2 separate regions of the Urocitellus parryii genome follow, and region 1 is linked to region 2. Evidence: chromatin contacts called from public Hi-C data. All regions are on one chromosome and are shown on one strand. Each heading gives the region's core, a stretch centred on a gene start, on an enhancer-like site or on the middle of the called end of the contact. The rest is flanking DNA. Distances are from core to core; before and after follow the strand shown.

What was found. Hi-C and Micro-C count contacts between places; a contact is called where the count stands out from the background.
Region 1: a contact with region 2 is called in a Hi-C map of muscle, with 5 times the contacts expected there. The contact joins the promoter of Prxl2c here to the promoter of Habp4 in region 2. A contact is called at or near these places in 2 of 2 Hi-C or Micro-C datasets (liver and muscle).

The regions. Positions count from the first base shown.
Region 1 is chr13:64,906,381-64,911,363 of mUroPar1.hap1, reverse strand. It overlaps Prxl2c (peroxiredoxin like 2C), which reads left to right and starts at 1,259. Exons shown (of 6, transcript XM_026380492.2): 1 at 1,259-1,547; 2 at 1,770-1,838; 3 at 3,733-3,786; 4 at 4,151-4,256. The coding sequence starts at 1,356.
Region 2 is chr13:64,742,249-64,746,954 of mUroPar1.hap1, reverse strand. Habp4 (hyaluronan binding protein 4) reads right to left here and starts at 3,274. Exons shown (of 7, transcript XM_026380487.2): 1 at 2,826-3,274. The coding sequence starts at 3,174.

The DNA.
Region 1 (4,983 bases), core at 10-2,509, 170 kb before region 2:
AAAGCAGAAGTCTGATGCTCAACCATCAAACTCCATTGCCATCCATCACCACCCTTCACCTCAGTGGATCATCTCACCTGAGTGTATGGTAGGTAACTAGTCTTAGATATAAACCTTTTGAATAGAACACATGGACTCCTGAAATATGTTTCTAAAATAGATTTATCGTGCCCACTGTTTGAAAGCAGACTTTTTCTAAAGTGACCAAAATGTTTCATATTTCAAGAGCTGTGGATGACAGATGAATAAGGAGTCAAAATCGCCCTAACTGTGGATAGGAGACATACCGTGATGGAGGAGACATTAATGGCATAATCTAGCGGGTGGGTAACAGAGTCTTCACTGTGACATTTTTTCATAATGGAAATTTTTAATTGAGCGGTTCACGTAAGACGTCGTGTCTGAGTCACACTATATGTTAATACGCCCCCCCCACCAAAAAAAAGCACCTGCATTTAGGAGGGGTGGGTTAAAATGGAACAGGACAATTTACTTGGCAATAGATACGATGGTCCTGCATAGGAAATCCCTCTTCACTTCCTCGGTAAGGAGTTTTCCTGAATAAAACTAAAACGGATTCACACAGCTATGCACGCGGGGCCGCCCTACCAGGAAGAGCTCAGCCTGAAAACGCGCTGGCTGCGGCACTCGGAGGAAAGAGAATGCAACAGCTCGCCGGAATCCCGCGTGCCAGTCCGGCTCGGGCACGGCCCCGCCCTCCGCCCCGCCCCAGGCACGGCCCCGCCCTCCGCCCCGCCCCAGGCACGGCCCCGCCCCAGGCACGGCCCCGCCCTCCGCCCCGCCCCAGGCACGGCCCCGCCCTCCGCCCCGCCCCAGGCACGGCCCCGCCCTCCGCCCCGCCCCAGGCACGGCCCCCGCCCTGCTAGGGCATGGCCCCGCCCCCGCCCCCCGCCCGGCTCAGGCAAGGCCCCGCTCAGTGCGCCCTCCACTACGCGACCTCATTCCAGTGAGCCGCGTTCCGCCTCGCTCCGCCCCAATTAGGCTCCGCCCCGTGTCTCGCCCCGCCCCTCTCGGACACTGCCCCCGTCTCTCAGGCACTGGCCCGCCTCTCGCCCCGCCCCCTCCACCCCTTGCGCCCTCCCCTACGCTACTTCAGTCCCGAGGGCCGCGTTCCGTCTCGCTCGGCCCCTGTCAGGCTCCGCCCCGTGTCTCGCCCCGCCCCGCCCCTCAGCCCTGCTCCGCCCCGCCCCTCAGCCCTGCCCCGCCCCGTGCGTCCTTCCCCGCGGGTTCAGCCCGGAGTGCGGCGCTCGCCGGGTCCTTTTCCCCCCTCGCCCGGTTCGCTGTGGCCCCGCATCCGGCTGGAGCGGACCCCGGGCTCTCGGACGCAGGTCCTGATGGCGGCGCCCGTTACTCAGCAGGTCAGCGGCGGCGCCGCCCCGTCCCCGAGCCCGGCGCTGGCCGGCCCTGAGAGCGGGCAGCCCCTGGCGCCCTCCGTGGCCGAGTTGCCGGTGCTGGACGCCACGGGGAAGAGGCTGCCCTTCGGCGCACTGTTCCGGGAGCGACGCGCCGTGGTGGTCTTCGTGCGGGTGAGCGCGGCGACCCAGAGGGGGTGGCTCCGCAGGTCCTGGCGCCTGCGAACGGGCCGGCCGGGCCTGGCCTTCCGGTGTCCGCCGCTCGGCAGCGAGGCCATCCCCAGCCAGCGGCGGCGCAGCCCGGACGTCCTGCCCCCTCGAGCGCTGCATTTCCTACGGGCGCTCCCGGCCGCGGCGCCGCCGGGCTGACTCGCCCTGTTGTGTGTTGGGTTTCAGCATTTCCTGTGTTACACCTGCAAAGAATACGTGGAGGACCTGGCCAAAGTCCCCGAGCGACTCCTACACGTAAGTTTCCCGACGGTGGGTGGCAGTGTCCTGCCTCAGGACGGAGTGAGTGGCGCCTGACGCTTATAACCGCCGGCGTGGAGTGTGGAGGGTGCATGACCTGCATCCCCAAATCTTCCACTTCCTCCCATTTCTCCAACCCCTCAAAAAAGGAGGAAAGAAGTTAGAGATGTTTTGTCCTAATTTATTGCCACTTGCTTGTAAACAGTGCTACCTAGTAATTACCAAGTAATGTGCCTAGTAAATGTTGAGTGATAATGCTCCAAATCAAGTGCTGGAAATTGGTTGGTTGGTTGTTTTTTGTTTTTGGTACTGAGGATTGAACCCAGGGGTGCTTAACCATTGAGCCTCATCCTCAGCCATTTTTTTTTTTTTTTTTTGTATTTTATTTAGAGGCAGGGTTTCGCTGAGTTGTTAAGTGCCTCGCTAAATTGCTGAGGCTGGCTTTGAACTCATTATCCTCCTGCCTCTGCCTCCTAAACCACTGGGATTACAGGCATGTGCCACTGCGACCAGCTGGAAATTGATATTGTTGTCCCTTTATTTGTGTTACGCCGCCAAATAGTTGTTACTTGTAGGAAAATTGTAATGTATCTTTTTTTTTTAAGAGAGAGAGGGAGGGAGAGAGAATTTTTTAATATTTATTTTTTAGTTTTTGGTGGACACAGCATCTTTATTTTATTTTTATGTGGTGCTGAGGATCAAACCCAGAGCTCTGCGCATGGCAGGCGAACCACATCCCCAGCACCTGTAATGTATCTTACAGATGCCAATTTGTATTTAATAGACTGCAAGTTTCACTACTCTGTTTTTCTTCAGGTATTACATAGGTTTGGTCCCAGGTAAGCTTTTTAAGTGAAGATATTAGATAGGCTTTGTAAAACTAAGGTCTGTTTTCAGTAGACCTTATCTATTGGAATGAAAAAATAAAATAAAATTGCCTCATTAAATAAGCCTGCTTGTGTGTTGTGGTTTTTAATTTTTTAATTATCTTTGTTTTTTCAGTACTTGGGATTAATCTACATCCCCATTGTATCTAGTGGCTCGGGAGGCAGGAGGATCACAAGTTCAAAGCCAGCCTCTGCAATTTAGTGAGGCCCTGAGCAACTCAGCAAATTTTTAGACTAGTATTCTTAAGTTTCCCAGGCTGTCCTCAAAATTACAGTCCTCCTGCTTCCGCTATGCTTCCGCTACCTGAGTAGCTGGGATTATAGGCATGTGTCACCCATGCCTGAGGAATACATCATTTTGAAAATTTTTTTTTTTATTTTTCCTCTGCATGCCCTTTTATTCTTTCTCTGTGTGTGTGTTTTTCCCAAGAGCTGGAGATCCAACCCAGGCCTCACCCATGCTAGTCAGTACTCTGCCACTGAGCCACATCCCCAACTCACCTTTGTCCTTTTTTTAATTGGATACTTTGTTTTCTTGCTATTTAATTGTTTGAGCTTCTTATATTTTTTGGATTTGGGTTCCCTATCAGATACAGAGTTTATTGTTTCTCCCAAACTGTGGGCTTTCTCTTCACTCTAATTATTTCCTTTGCTGTGCAGAAGCTTTATAATACAACCATGCCTATGTTTGCTTTTGTTGCTTGTGTTTTGGGGTCATATCCAAGAAATCATTGCCCAATCTAATGTCATTGAGCTTTTCCCTGTTTTCTTCTAATACTTTTACAACTTTAGTCTTCCATTTAAGTCTTGGAATTTTTACTTAGCAAAAGAATCATCTAAGTTCATCAGACATTTTAGAACAAGTTTCTTTATGTTGCACACAATCTTGCTGTACCATTCTTCTAGAAGCCTATAGGTGGCATTAGAATGAAACAAAAGAGTGGGATTAGGGGAAGACTAGGAAACAATTCTGTTAACATGCACATTTTTTTTTTCTCCTAAAGGAAGCAGATGTCACCCTTATAGTGATTGGACAGTCATCCTACCATCATATTGAGGTAAATATCTACCAAATTGGGGAACTCAGAGATTAAATTTGTTTCAGGTTTAAGTGCTATACATCTGTACCTAGTGGCTTAGGAGGCAGGAGGATCATAAGTTCAAAAGCAGCCTCTGCAATTTAATGAGGCTCTGAGCAACTCAGCAAAACCCTGTCTCTAAATAAAATATTTAAAAGGGCTGAGGCAATGACTCAGTGGTTAAGCACTCCTGGGTTTAGTCCCCAATACCAAATAAAGTAAAGTTTCAGGTGTAAAAATTATGTTAATAGAACAGTGAGTATAGGCTAAATTGGCTGAAGTTAGATTATCATTACTTTTTTCTCATTTGTTCTTATAAAAACTCCAACTATTCTCTCTTCAGCCTTTCTGCAAACTGACTGGGTATTCCCATGAAATCTATGTTGATCCTGAGAGAGAAATTTATAAAAGACTGGGAATGAAAAGAGGTGAAGAAATTGCCTCCTCAGGTAAGACAGCATGTTTCAAATAGAATAAGGCAGTGGTGTGTTTTCACATCTGTGTATATGTGCATAGGGAAGCAAATGGTAAATTCCTATGATTCTTATGATTCTGGTAAATGATCCAGCTATCCCATACTGAAAGACTTGTTCTCTGAACGTAATGATGTTTTAGCATTCTGTTGCTATGACAAAATTCCTGAGATAATCAACTTATCAGGAAGAATGGTCTACATTGGCTCGTGGTTTCAGAGGTTTTAGTCCGTGCTTGGTTGGCTACATTGCTTTTGGACCTGTGTTGAGGTGGCACATCATGGCAGGGAGCATGCACTGGAGGAAACCTCTTCATCTCATGGCAGCCAGGAAGCAAAAAGAGAGGAAAGGGCCAGGATCCCCATGTCCCTTCAAGGGCACCGCCCTTCCCCTTGTTAATGATCTAACTTCCTTCCATGAAGACCCACCTTCTACTTTCTACCACCTCCCAACACCACAGGCTGGCAACCAAGCCTTCAGTACATAGGCCTTTGGGGGTCCCTTACAAACCCTGGCAAATGGCATGGAAGGATGTTGGCAATGTACTTTTGAAAGAAAAGGCAATTGCAGAACAGTATTTTCAATATGACTGCATTTTTGTAAAAGCAAAAATAATTTTCACAAACATAAAGATTTGGGTATGAAAGCATGCGTGTGTATGTGTACGTGATGAAAAAGGTTATAAGAAAGATTACAGCATTTT
Region 2 (4,706 bases), core at 2,025-4,524:
CTATCATAAACAAAGCATTAAGCTTTTATTGCAGAAACATACATTATCAAGAGAACAAAATTAGAACAACTATTTGAAATTTAAGAGAGAAAATGTCATTATGAATATCAACTAACAAATCAAAAATGTAAAAGGTCTACCCAGGACCTGACAGACCTCAGCACATTTGTCAACAGCAATACTTTCCCCTAATTTGTTTTAATTTGGCTTCAGATTCCCTATTTGTAACCTGTAGTTTTAAAAAAAGGGGGGGGCTGGGGTTGTGGCTCAGTGGTAGAGCGCTTGCCTGGTGTATGTGAGGCCCTGGATTCAAGTCTCAGCACCCCATAAATATAAAATAAAGGTCCATTTACAACTGAAATAAATTTTATAAAAGAAAGGAAGGAAGAAAAACATCTCCCATCCAACTACAGAAGCATGTGGGTGTTTATTCCACCTACTTTCCACTTTCTCTAAGTTATTTTTTAACTATATCAATAAAATTTGGACTCCACCATCCAAAACTTAAAATATTACATTTATTACACATTTTATGATAGTCTCTTCCAACATTTCTGGATATAAATTGAAAACTGTTCAATACAATTGGTTACTTAATAAGATAATTTACCAATACCCCGAAAACATTCCATTCTCCCTCCAAAATGCAAAGAGGAAAAGATAACCAGCAAACATTTTTTTCCCTACCACTTCGTTCTAAGGGATCAAGAGTGCAACTGCACCTCGCTTGTCTTTCTGTGCTGGATCAGCAGCTTCAAGTAGGTACTGCAAACACTGCAATTCACCAGCCCTTTCCAATAAAAGGCTGGCACATGCACTTTGATTACTTATGTAAACCCAAGCCCATAGGAGAAACAGTCCACAGTGAAATTTACATTAAGATTTACTATAAAATACAGTTGAGCTTTGGCTCAAAGACCATTTTGAAAGGCTAGGAAAAAGCAAAGCTTAAACAGCCTCTTGTGATTCAAGAACAAATTTACTGGGCAAGGTTTAGCCCAAGGGGTTATGCACATCACTAGACCCTCCAGGATACAAAAACCCAATGTTTCTCTAGGATAAATCTTACAACTTTCACAATTTTTTGAAATGTTTCTATTACATGTCAAACCTGTTTGATATTTATACTAAGCATTCCACCTGTAACATTCAAACAAAATTAAAATGTTGAGGGTAGAAAAGCTCAGTTCCTATTAACGCTTGAGAGTGGCTAACACCCACTACAAATTTAGTACACTAACTACATAAATGAAATTAATGAGATGTCTGCTCCTGAAATTACATATTCTTGAAAAATACCTACAATGACAAAATTCCATTCTAACCACAAAATCAACTAAAGATCTTTAATAAAGAGCTCAAAAGCCAGACTGACTAGACTGTGAACAACTGACAGGAAAAAAAGCTATAAGCGTGTGTACTAGATTACAATGTCAAGCGAAAGAAGTAGGTTGCAACCCAGTTTCTAACATTTAAGTTTAGAAAAATATAGAAAACACTGTACATTTTTTGTGTATAAATTTATGCATATAAATGCACAGTGCTAACAGTAGGAAAAATTGGGGTTTCACTTAACCTTACATTTTGAGACTTTGAATTTTTCAAAACAAAAATACATTTGAGCTTTAAAAGGGCTAAAAATCAATATATTAAAAGCACTAACTGCGGTTTCACACTTCTTTTAGCATATTTTCATTTGTTAAAAAATACATTTTAAAAGCATCAGCTTCCTCAATTCTGTTATTCCTATGAATCCAAATGAATTTGAGAAAAACACAGAGCATAATACAAAACGTGCAGTATATTTTGTCTCACTGTTTTGATACGGTCAGACACTGCGGTATCCAATAGCATTTTTTTTTTTTTACAACTTTCAACATCTTTATTGTAGTGACTTGATGATGCTGAAGCACGTTTCTGAACTTAACTTCTCACAAAGGTAAACATCACCTAGTTGCAAGCTCAAAGCCAGTCATTAGACCAGGAGTGTTCTCCTGGGCTGGATGCATAATTGTTATCAGGAATGTGCCAATAAAGCTGACTCTAACTCACTTCCAAACACTCTTTCCTCAGGCCCACTACCTTATTTCAGGAGCACGGAGGACACAGGTGGAGGCCAGCCGACCCAGGCCCTGACGCAGTCCAGGTGAGACCTCGGGCTGCGGACAGCACCACGCGAGCCGCGCGCACTCGCTCCTTCTGATCGGAAGGTTAAATGCGCTTTCCCTAAAGCAGCCTCGCGTCCACCGCGAGTCACACATCCCACCAACACTCCAGGCGGCACTGGAAGACAGCACCGGGCGGCACCTGGACGGCCGCACGAGCACCCGCAGAGGCGCAGAGGCGCAGAGCGCGCGGAGGCCGGGCCCCGCGGCAGCCCGCCACGGTCGCCTGGGGCCCCTCCGTCACAGAGCCGAGCCCGGGCACCGCGCGGCTCCCGTTCCATCCGCGGGGCCGGCGGCGCCCCCTCCTTCCCATCAGGCTTCTCCGCCGCTCCCGACCCGCAACCTGCAGCGGCTGGGCGGACGGCGGCGGAGGTCCTGCCGGCTCCAGCCCCCGGAGTGCCCGGTGCTCGCCCCCCACGCGCCCCAGCAACTTGGCCGGAGTTGCGCAGGCCCAGCTGCAGGATCCGCAGACCCTCTCCGCTCAGGGTCCGGAGAGCGCAGGAGGGACGTGAGCCCGACCCCTCGCCCAGCCTGCCGGCCCCGCGACCCTCACCCCCGCCCAGCTCCGCCCGCGCCCCTTCCCAGGGAACCCGTCTCACAGCGAGGCGATGACCCCTCACTCTCCTTCCTCCCTCGGGCGCCGGGCCGCCGGACGCCTACCGGGCTGCTGCGGGCCACCTCCGGGACTGTCCGGCGGCGCTCCAGCGAGGCTCTTGCGCTCCTTCTGCGACTCCCTGCGACCGCCCGCGCCGGGCCTGTGACCCGAGGCCCCAGCCGGGCTCTTTCCCCCGCGGCCACCGGCGGCCGCCGCCGCTGCCGCCGCCTCGTCGCGCTTCCTGCGCTGCAGCTGCTGCTGGCGCCGGCGCTCGGCCTCGCGCAGGATGTCGAACGGGTCCGACTCGTCGTCCAGCAGCTGATGGAAGCGGTTGGCCACGACGCAGCCGAAGCTCTCTTGCATCGCGGCGCCGGCGGCGGCCGCAGCCACAGGACTCCCCAGGGCGCCCTTCATGCCGCCGCGGCACTGCGGCCCGCCGCGGGCAGCCCACGCGCGCGAGTCTCAGCGAAGCCGGCGGCGAGGACCCATCCCGCTGCTGCCACCGCCCTCCCTGCCCGGCCCGGCCCTACCCTACCCGGCCCGGCCCGGCCCGGCCCTCCGGGCCCCCGCCCGGCGTTGCCGCGGCCCGCCCCGCCCCACCGCCCTCCGACAACCAATCAGCGTGCGATGACACGCCCCCTTCCCGATCCAGTGCGCCCTGACGCCCAATCACCGGCCGGCGGCTGTCGCGTCACGCGACCTCTATGTCCCGCCCCCTCAGACTCGGAAGGGGGCGGGGCCAGGGGCGGAGCCACTAGGGAGACCCGGGGCCGCGGTGCGGGCGGTTCGGACGCCGAGCGGGTCACCGGTACGCGTTTTCTCCGGGACTGGCTCCGTGCTCATTACCAGCCACACGTCGTCGAAGGTGGCTATTCCTTTAGCCGTTTGGCGGCTACGTGTTGAACTCGTACTGTGCGCCGCGTATTGTGTCGGAGGGTCCCACTCCGTGTTTTCCCGGACCTCTGGCTGCAGAGGGAAAGAAGGTGCGCTGGAGAGGAGGCACGGTTCTTCACCGCGCAGGGACCTGTCCTGCTGGAGGCCTTCCCCTGGGAAGTGACGGTGAAGCTGAGAGTGACAGTTAGGGGCCGCAGGGAGGCCAGTGCGGACGGCGGGGAGAGCGGCGGAGTTCAGCCGCGCTGGCCCGGAGTTTGGGCAGGGCCTTACCGGCTCCGTGTCGGAGCGTGGGAAGCTAGTGGGAAGCAGGAGCCATTTGCGTTTGAAAAGGCCTCTAACGTGAAGGAATCCCGTCGGAGGAAGGGGTCAAATGGATGCTGGGAGGCCAGCAGAAGGAGGTTGCTGAAGTCCGGGGAAGAAGTGACGATAACAACTCGGACTAGGGTGATGGCAGCGTAAGTGAAGAGAGTGAGTGGACTCCAGAGCTGTCCGGGAGGTTCTATCAGCCGGCCCTGGCCTCGCGCCTACGTGTAGGGGCGATGGAGAAGAAGGAACAGGGTAGGAGGGCTATTTTTCTGACTTGGGGCTTGGAATGGGAGTACTAGTCACAAAGAAAGTGAACACTGGAAGAGAAAATCGTGAGTTCAGTCCTGGCCATGTTGAGGTTTGTTTGTGTGTGTGTGTGTGTGTGTGTGTGTGTGTGTGTTGAAATATTCAGTTAAGGCCTGGAGCTCAGAATGCTGAATTGGACTTCCTCCAGGAAATCTTGCCCAGGCACAGGTACTCTTGGCTGCCCATGCTAGTCATTCTCTCCCTCTTACATTTTCTAATCTGTTCGGGTATCAGGTGGCTGTAGGCCCCAGGGGAAGTGGGGCTCCTTCCAGCTTCAATCTTGATTAACCTTAAATCATTTATTGTAATTCCATTCCCTTGCCAGTGGCTGAGGAATAGTCTGTGTCACAAATCTGGCAGGACAGAGTAGAGGGGAAATATTCTGGTAAACTTTGTCTTGCACCTAAACAGGGATTAAGAAAGAATCCCTAGGTGGTGCA